Linked DNA regions of Mus musculus: region 2 is linked to region 1. A link is a contact called in public HiChIP or PLAC-seq data. All regions are on one chromosome and are shown on one strand. Each heading gives the region's core, a stretch centred on a gene start, on an enhancer-like site or on the middle of the called end of the contact. The rest is flanking DNA. Distances are from core to core; before and after follow the strand shown.

Evidence for each region. HiChIP or PLAC-seq counts read pairs in DNA pulled down with a chosen protein or histone mark.
Region 2: a contact with region 1 is called in a FOXA1 HiChIP or PLAC-seq map of pancreatic cancer cells. The contact joins two enhancer-like sites. A contact is called at or near these places in 1 of 115 datasets of contacts at active chromatin or transcription factors (pancreatic cancer cells) and 2 of 9 other capture datasets (adipose tissue and liver).

The regions. Positions count from the first base shown.
Region 1 is chr11:60,338,311-60,341,015 of GRCm38.p6, reverse strand. The region is part of intron 1 of Tom1l2 (target of myb1-like 2 (chicken)); the gene reads left to right. Among named protein-coding and RNA genes, the nearest start is that of Tom1l2, 13 kb to the left of the region's middle. Within about 2 kb of position 1,380, at least 46 of the 459 cell types and tissues checked have an H3K27ac peak or open chromatin away from gene starts, as enhancers often do. A contact at or near this core is called in pancreatic cancer cells, where this site is marked.
Region 2 is chr11:60,177,322-60,180,026 of GRCm38.p6, reverse strand. All of the region lies in intron 2 of Rai1 (retinoic acid induced 1), which reads right to left. Among named protein-coding and RNA genes, the nearest start is that of Mir6921, 22 kb to the left of the region's middle. Within about 2 kb of position 1,321, at least 17 of the 459 cell types and tissues checked have an H3K27ac peak or open chromatin away from gene starts, as enhancers often do. A contact at or near this core is called in pancreatic cancer cells, where this site is marked.

The DNA.
Region 1 (2,705 bases), core at 131-2,630:
CACACACACACACTCATGAAATATAAAATATTTTAAAAGTGCAATAGCATGTCACACCTAGAAGACAATAGTAGACAGTACTTTTTCCTTGGTGTTCTCTGAGACTTGGAAAGGGAGATACAGATATCCCACTGAGGACTGTGTGTGTGTGTGTGTGTGTGTGTGTGTGTGTGTGTGTGTGTAGGGGGGATGTTTGCCCACACTTGTACATGTGGTGGCCAGGAGTCAACATCTGGTGTTTTTCTCTACCACTTTCTACCTTATTTTATTATTACATTTATTTATTTATTGTGTGTGGAAGTGTATGAGTGCATGCACCATTGTGCACATGGGAAAGTTAAAAGATAAATTGTGAAGCCTGGCGGTGGTGGTGCACGCCTTTAATCCCAGCACTTGGGAGGCAGAGGCAGGTGGATTTCTGAGTTTAAGGCCAGCCTGGTCTACAAAGTGAGTTCCAGGACAGCCAGAGCTATACAGAGAAACCCTGTCTCGAAAAACCAAAAAAACAAAAACAAAAACAAAAACAGAAAACAAACAAACAAAAAGATAGACTGTGGGAGTTGGTCCTGTTATTCTGCAGGTGGGTCCTGGGGATTCAACTCAGGTCATCCGGCTTGGTAGCAGCGAATGCCCTCCCCTGCTGAGCCATCTTGCTAGCCCATCTACTTTCTTTTTTTGGAGACAGAATTTCACTGAACTTGGTATTCTCCATTTTGGCTACACTTGCTGGGTGATCCTCCAAAACTTGCCTGTCTCTGTCTCCCAGTGCTGGGCTTATAAATGCACTGCCACACCAGGCTTCACAATTTATTTTTTAATTAGTGGGTTTTCCTGTGGCCTTTGACTCGTATCTAGTCGGCTGACTCTGCTATGCCTTCCGGTTCCGCATCCCCTGCTCTACTTCTGGGTTTAACTTTTCCACCCCTCGTACCCTGTGGTCCCCAGAGAAGTACCTTGGTTTTTTTTGTTAGTTTGTTTGTTTGGTTTTATGATGCTGGAGTTCAAATCCAGGGCCTTGCACATGCTAGGCACTGAACCACTGAGCTATGTCCCTAGCTCTTCTTGGCTAAATATCTTACAAACTTAATTTTCTTTAATTCTCACAAAATTCCAGGTAGGTAATGTCATTCATATACATGATATTGTTTGTTTGTCTTTTTGTTTGGTTTGGTTTGTTTTTTTTTTTTTTTTTGGAGACAGGGTTTCTCTGTATAGCCCAGGCTGTCCTGGAACTCACTCTCTAGACCAGGCTGGCCTCGAACTCAGAAATCCACCTGCCTTTGCCTCCCAAGAGCTGGAATGAAAGGCGTGCACTACCACGCCCGGCTTTGTTTGTCTTATAGAGACATGGACTTGATATGTTACTCAGAGTGACCTTCAACCCCGGGGATCAAGTGATCCTGTCAGCCCAGCCACCTACGCAGCAGAGACTACAGTGCACATCACTGTCCCTGGCATGACTCATATTTTACTGGCTCTACCTCTAAAGTAGGCATGAGCCACCACACCCGGCTGCCAGCGGCTGCTTTAACCATTAGTGCTGTCTTGGTAGTCTGGGAGGCATGTCAAAAATTCTCTTTGGGGTTTTATTTTTTAAATTAAGTGCAATCAAGAACAACTCACTCGCCGGGCGTGGTGGCGCATGCTTTTAATCCCAGCATTCGGGAGGCAGAGGCAGGCGGATTTCTGAGTTCAAGGCCAGCCTGGTCTACAAAGTGAGTTCCAGAACAGCCAGGGCTATAAAGAGAAATCCTGTCTCAAAAAACCAAAAAAAAGAAAAAAAAAAAAAAAAAAAAAAAAAAAAAAGAACAACTCACTCGGGCTGGCAAGATGGCTCAGCAATTAAGAGTGCTGACTGCTCCTCTGAAGGTCCTGAGTTCAAATCCCAGCAACCACATGGTGGCTCACAACCACCTGAAATAAGACCTGATGCCCTCTTCTGGTGTGTCAGAAGGCAGCAACAGTGTATACTTATTTATAATAATAAATAAATCTTTAAAAAAAAAACTCACTCTATCTGAAACTAGTCTGGAACTCACTGTAGCCCAGGCTGGCCTTCAACCAATGCAATAACCTCTTTGCCTAAAACTCCTGATGCTGAGATTATAAATGTGAGCCACCACATCTAGCTTCAGAGACGGATTTCATCTCAGAAAATTGGGCTGAGATGCATAGAACTGAAGGACCATCCTCAAGGCTCATGGTTTATAAGTGCCAGAGTGGGGACTTCTCCCGCTTGACTGTAGGCACTTTTTTTGTGCTACTTTATTGGGCTCTTGTATCTGCCACCTTTCTATCTGTGTTCCACCCTAATCCCTTCTAATCTCCTAGTACTAGGCTGGAGAGAAAAAAGGTTAGCGGGGAAAAGGGGCATAGACCTCTTTAGACTACTTCCTGCTGACCTGGGGTGTTGAGTTCTCTGGGGCAAATCCAACATCTTTGTTGTATCTCCAACCAGCAACCCAGCAACCCAGCAATCCAGAACCCAGCAATCCAGCAATGACAAGTGCAATAGCAGGAACTGGCAGCAGGGGGAGCAGCTGCTGCCCCTGGCCCTCTGGGCTCTCCTATTTATACTCTCTTCAAGAGTCCTAGAGGTAAACTTTCTGCACCTGGCAAAAATCACACACACACACACACACGCACACGCACACGCACACATACACACACAGCACAGGATAATCATAGTTATCCACTGTGGACAA
Region 2 (2,705 bases), core at 72-2,571, 160 kb after region 1:
GGTTGGTCCACACTCCAAGCCCCAGTAGTGCTATCCTTACAGAAAGCCGAACTCATCAGGACAGCTTGTCCTCTCCACTCCATGCTCCCAGAAGGACCAGGGCTTACCTTACTTGTTGAAGAAGCAGAAAAGAAGTGTCAAGCTAGTAGCAGGCTGTCTAAATGCCACTAGGCTTTTGACCTTGGGCAAGTCTTTCACCTCCATGGGCCTCAAGGCCTGTGCCAGTTGTCCCTTTTGCTAGGAAAACCATTCCCAGACACCCATGCAACTCTACTGTGTCCCTGTTATCATTGTATTTAAAATGACACCCCTTGTGCTTCCTTCTAGTTCTTCAAAGCACTTACCTTTTGGCCTCATTACCAGTCTCCTCTCGAATGAAAAAAGTTCCATAAGAGCAGGGATTTTTGCCTATTTTATTCATAGCCATGTCCCCATTGCCCAGAACAATAAATATTTATTAAATGAATCATGCTCCAAATGTCACATTAACCCTGTGAAACTAAATCCAGACTAAGAAGTCAGCTGATAAGATACAAGGTATTTGGGCGGACTGAGAGGCATAAACTAGGTAGGGCCACAGGTCTGCTTCATACATTAAACACAGACCTGTTCTTAAGGACGGACGAAGAGTCTACTTCGGAGGTCTGTAGTCAGATGGGGGTTGGAGGCAGCTGTACACACTGGTCCCAAGCAAAGTGGGGGGAGAAGGAGCCAGAGCAGGGCAGCCTTTGCTTTAAGAGGTTACAGGTCAGAAATGTACAGTAGGGATGTTTTTCATTTGCAAAAAATGTTACCAGGGCTGGCAAGATATAATGGCTTAGTGATCAACTTCCATCCCTGAAACCCACAGTAGGGAGCACTAGCTCCTGGAAGTTGTCCTTACACACACACACACACACACACACACACACACACACACACAGACCAAAAAAAAAAGTTAGCAACCAAGTCTCAAGGGTTTTTATTGTTGTTATTTAAAGCAGGGCAAAGTTCAAAAGGACCATCTGTGGGTTGTCACTTGACCATCAGCCCCAGGTGTCAAAGACTGACAAAGTGGACACACACACACCCATGCACTTTAGCTCTTAGCTTCTTGGGCTGGGGACTTGGGTATTCAATGCAACAAGGAGTACCTAGATGTTCTCTGGCTCCAGAGCAGCAGGCCTTGGTAGGTAGGTAGCATCATGGCCCAGGCAAACCCTGAAGTAAAAGGTGAGAGGCCTGGGTGCAGGAAAGAGCTCAAGAGCTAGAGGTAGGAGTGTGGCATGAGCTCAGCTTGTAGAGGTGGTGTAGGAGGTGCCCTGTAACATTCCACAAGAGATAGGTAAGGCCCCACCCCTCCCCCCTCCTGGGACCCCTGCCAAGCTCCCATGTGGGGTTCATGACAGCAGTAATTACATAATTAATGGTACAATGAGCTGCCTCCTAAGGATAAGAGCCTGAAGGTAGGGACTTCAGTGTTTGCTCTTAAGCTCCAAAGCCCTACTCTGGCCCCAGAGTTGCCCCTATAAAAATTGCTCTGATGGTGACCAAGTGGGACAGAGGGACACTACTGGCTTTGTGCTTATCACAGTATTTATTCTTTATCACAGCCTCAGAGGGTGAAGGCCACAGAGCAGTTTCATGAGTGGGTGAGGGAGTTGGTGGGCAGAACAAAAACTATCTAACTAGGACCTGCACTCTTTCCTGCAGCCTTTCCTGTTGGTGTCCACTGACTCTTGAGCCCAGCTTGGCTCAGCCAAGCGTCCAGGTGGAGAGCAAGCAGAGCGCAGAGCTGAGGCTCCAGGGGATGTGTGTAGCTTAAGTCGCAGTGAACTGCCAAGGCGTCGCTGAAGGCCACCCAGGGGCAGGAAGAGGGAAAATGATGAAGGAAGCAAGTGGCTGCCCTCTGGAAGCTTCCAGAACAAACTCCCTCCTACAGTGGCTACTGCCTACCTACCTACCGTGGTCCAGTTCTGAGTTTGGCTGCTAGAGCCAGTGGTCTGGGTACCCAGGTGCTTTCAAAGCAGCTCTTCCTGTGTGCTCATGGGGACTCTAGGTCTGCTCTCGCAGTGGTAGCAGCAGAGGGTCTCTGGCTCATCACAGACAGTCCTGTCTGCAACCTCCTCGGAAGACAGCTTGGCATGGAAAAGCAACCAGCCCCAGGAACTGGGCACATTCTCCCTCAACACTCCAATCCCAAACCCGAAGAAATCAATGAAAATCCAGAGAGAGAGTCAGTAAGTTGTCCACCAGGCTCAGCAGTTACGTGCCCCAAATGCCTCTCTGTCACACAGAAACAGAGAACATGGCTTTCCTACTGTATAGCCCAGCAGGGAAAGATCTTGCTGCTTCCAGGAGTCTGGGTAGAACCTCCCCTGCTGCCTGCCCCAAGGGCTTCTCACTGCAGCAAGCTGACAGCCCAGGAGGTGCAGCCCTGGCCCCTTCTCAGTGCGGGTTCCATATGGGGGAGCAGGGCACTGAAGCCCCTCCTGCACCCGCCCCCAGGGGAGGAAGCCGCCTGTCAGGCCGCCTCGGCGTGTCAAATCCTCTTGCTGCCTAATTGTGAGACGGCGGCGTTTAAAGAAACGCTTTTCTGGCCGCCTGCCACACCGCAAACTGCTTGGTATAATTTTATTATTAAGGAGAGAGAAAAAGAGAAGGGGCTGGAGGAGAGAGAAAGGGGAGAGCAGAGGAAATTGCTTCGTCCAAGTCAGCTGGTGGAG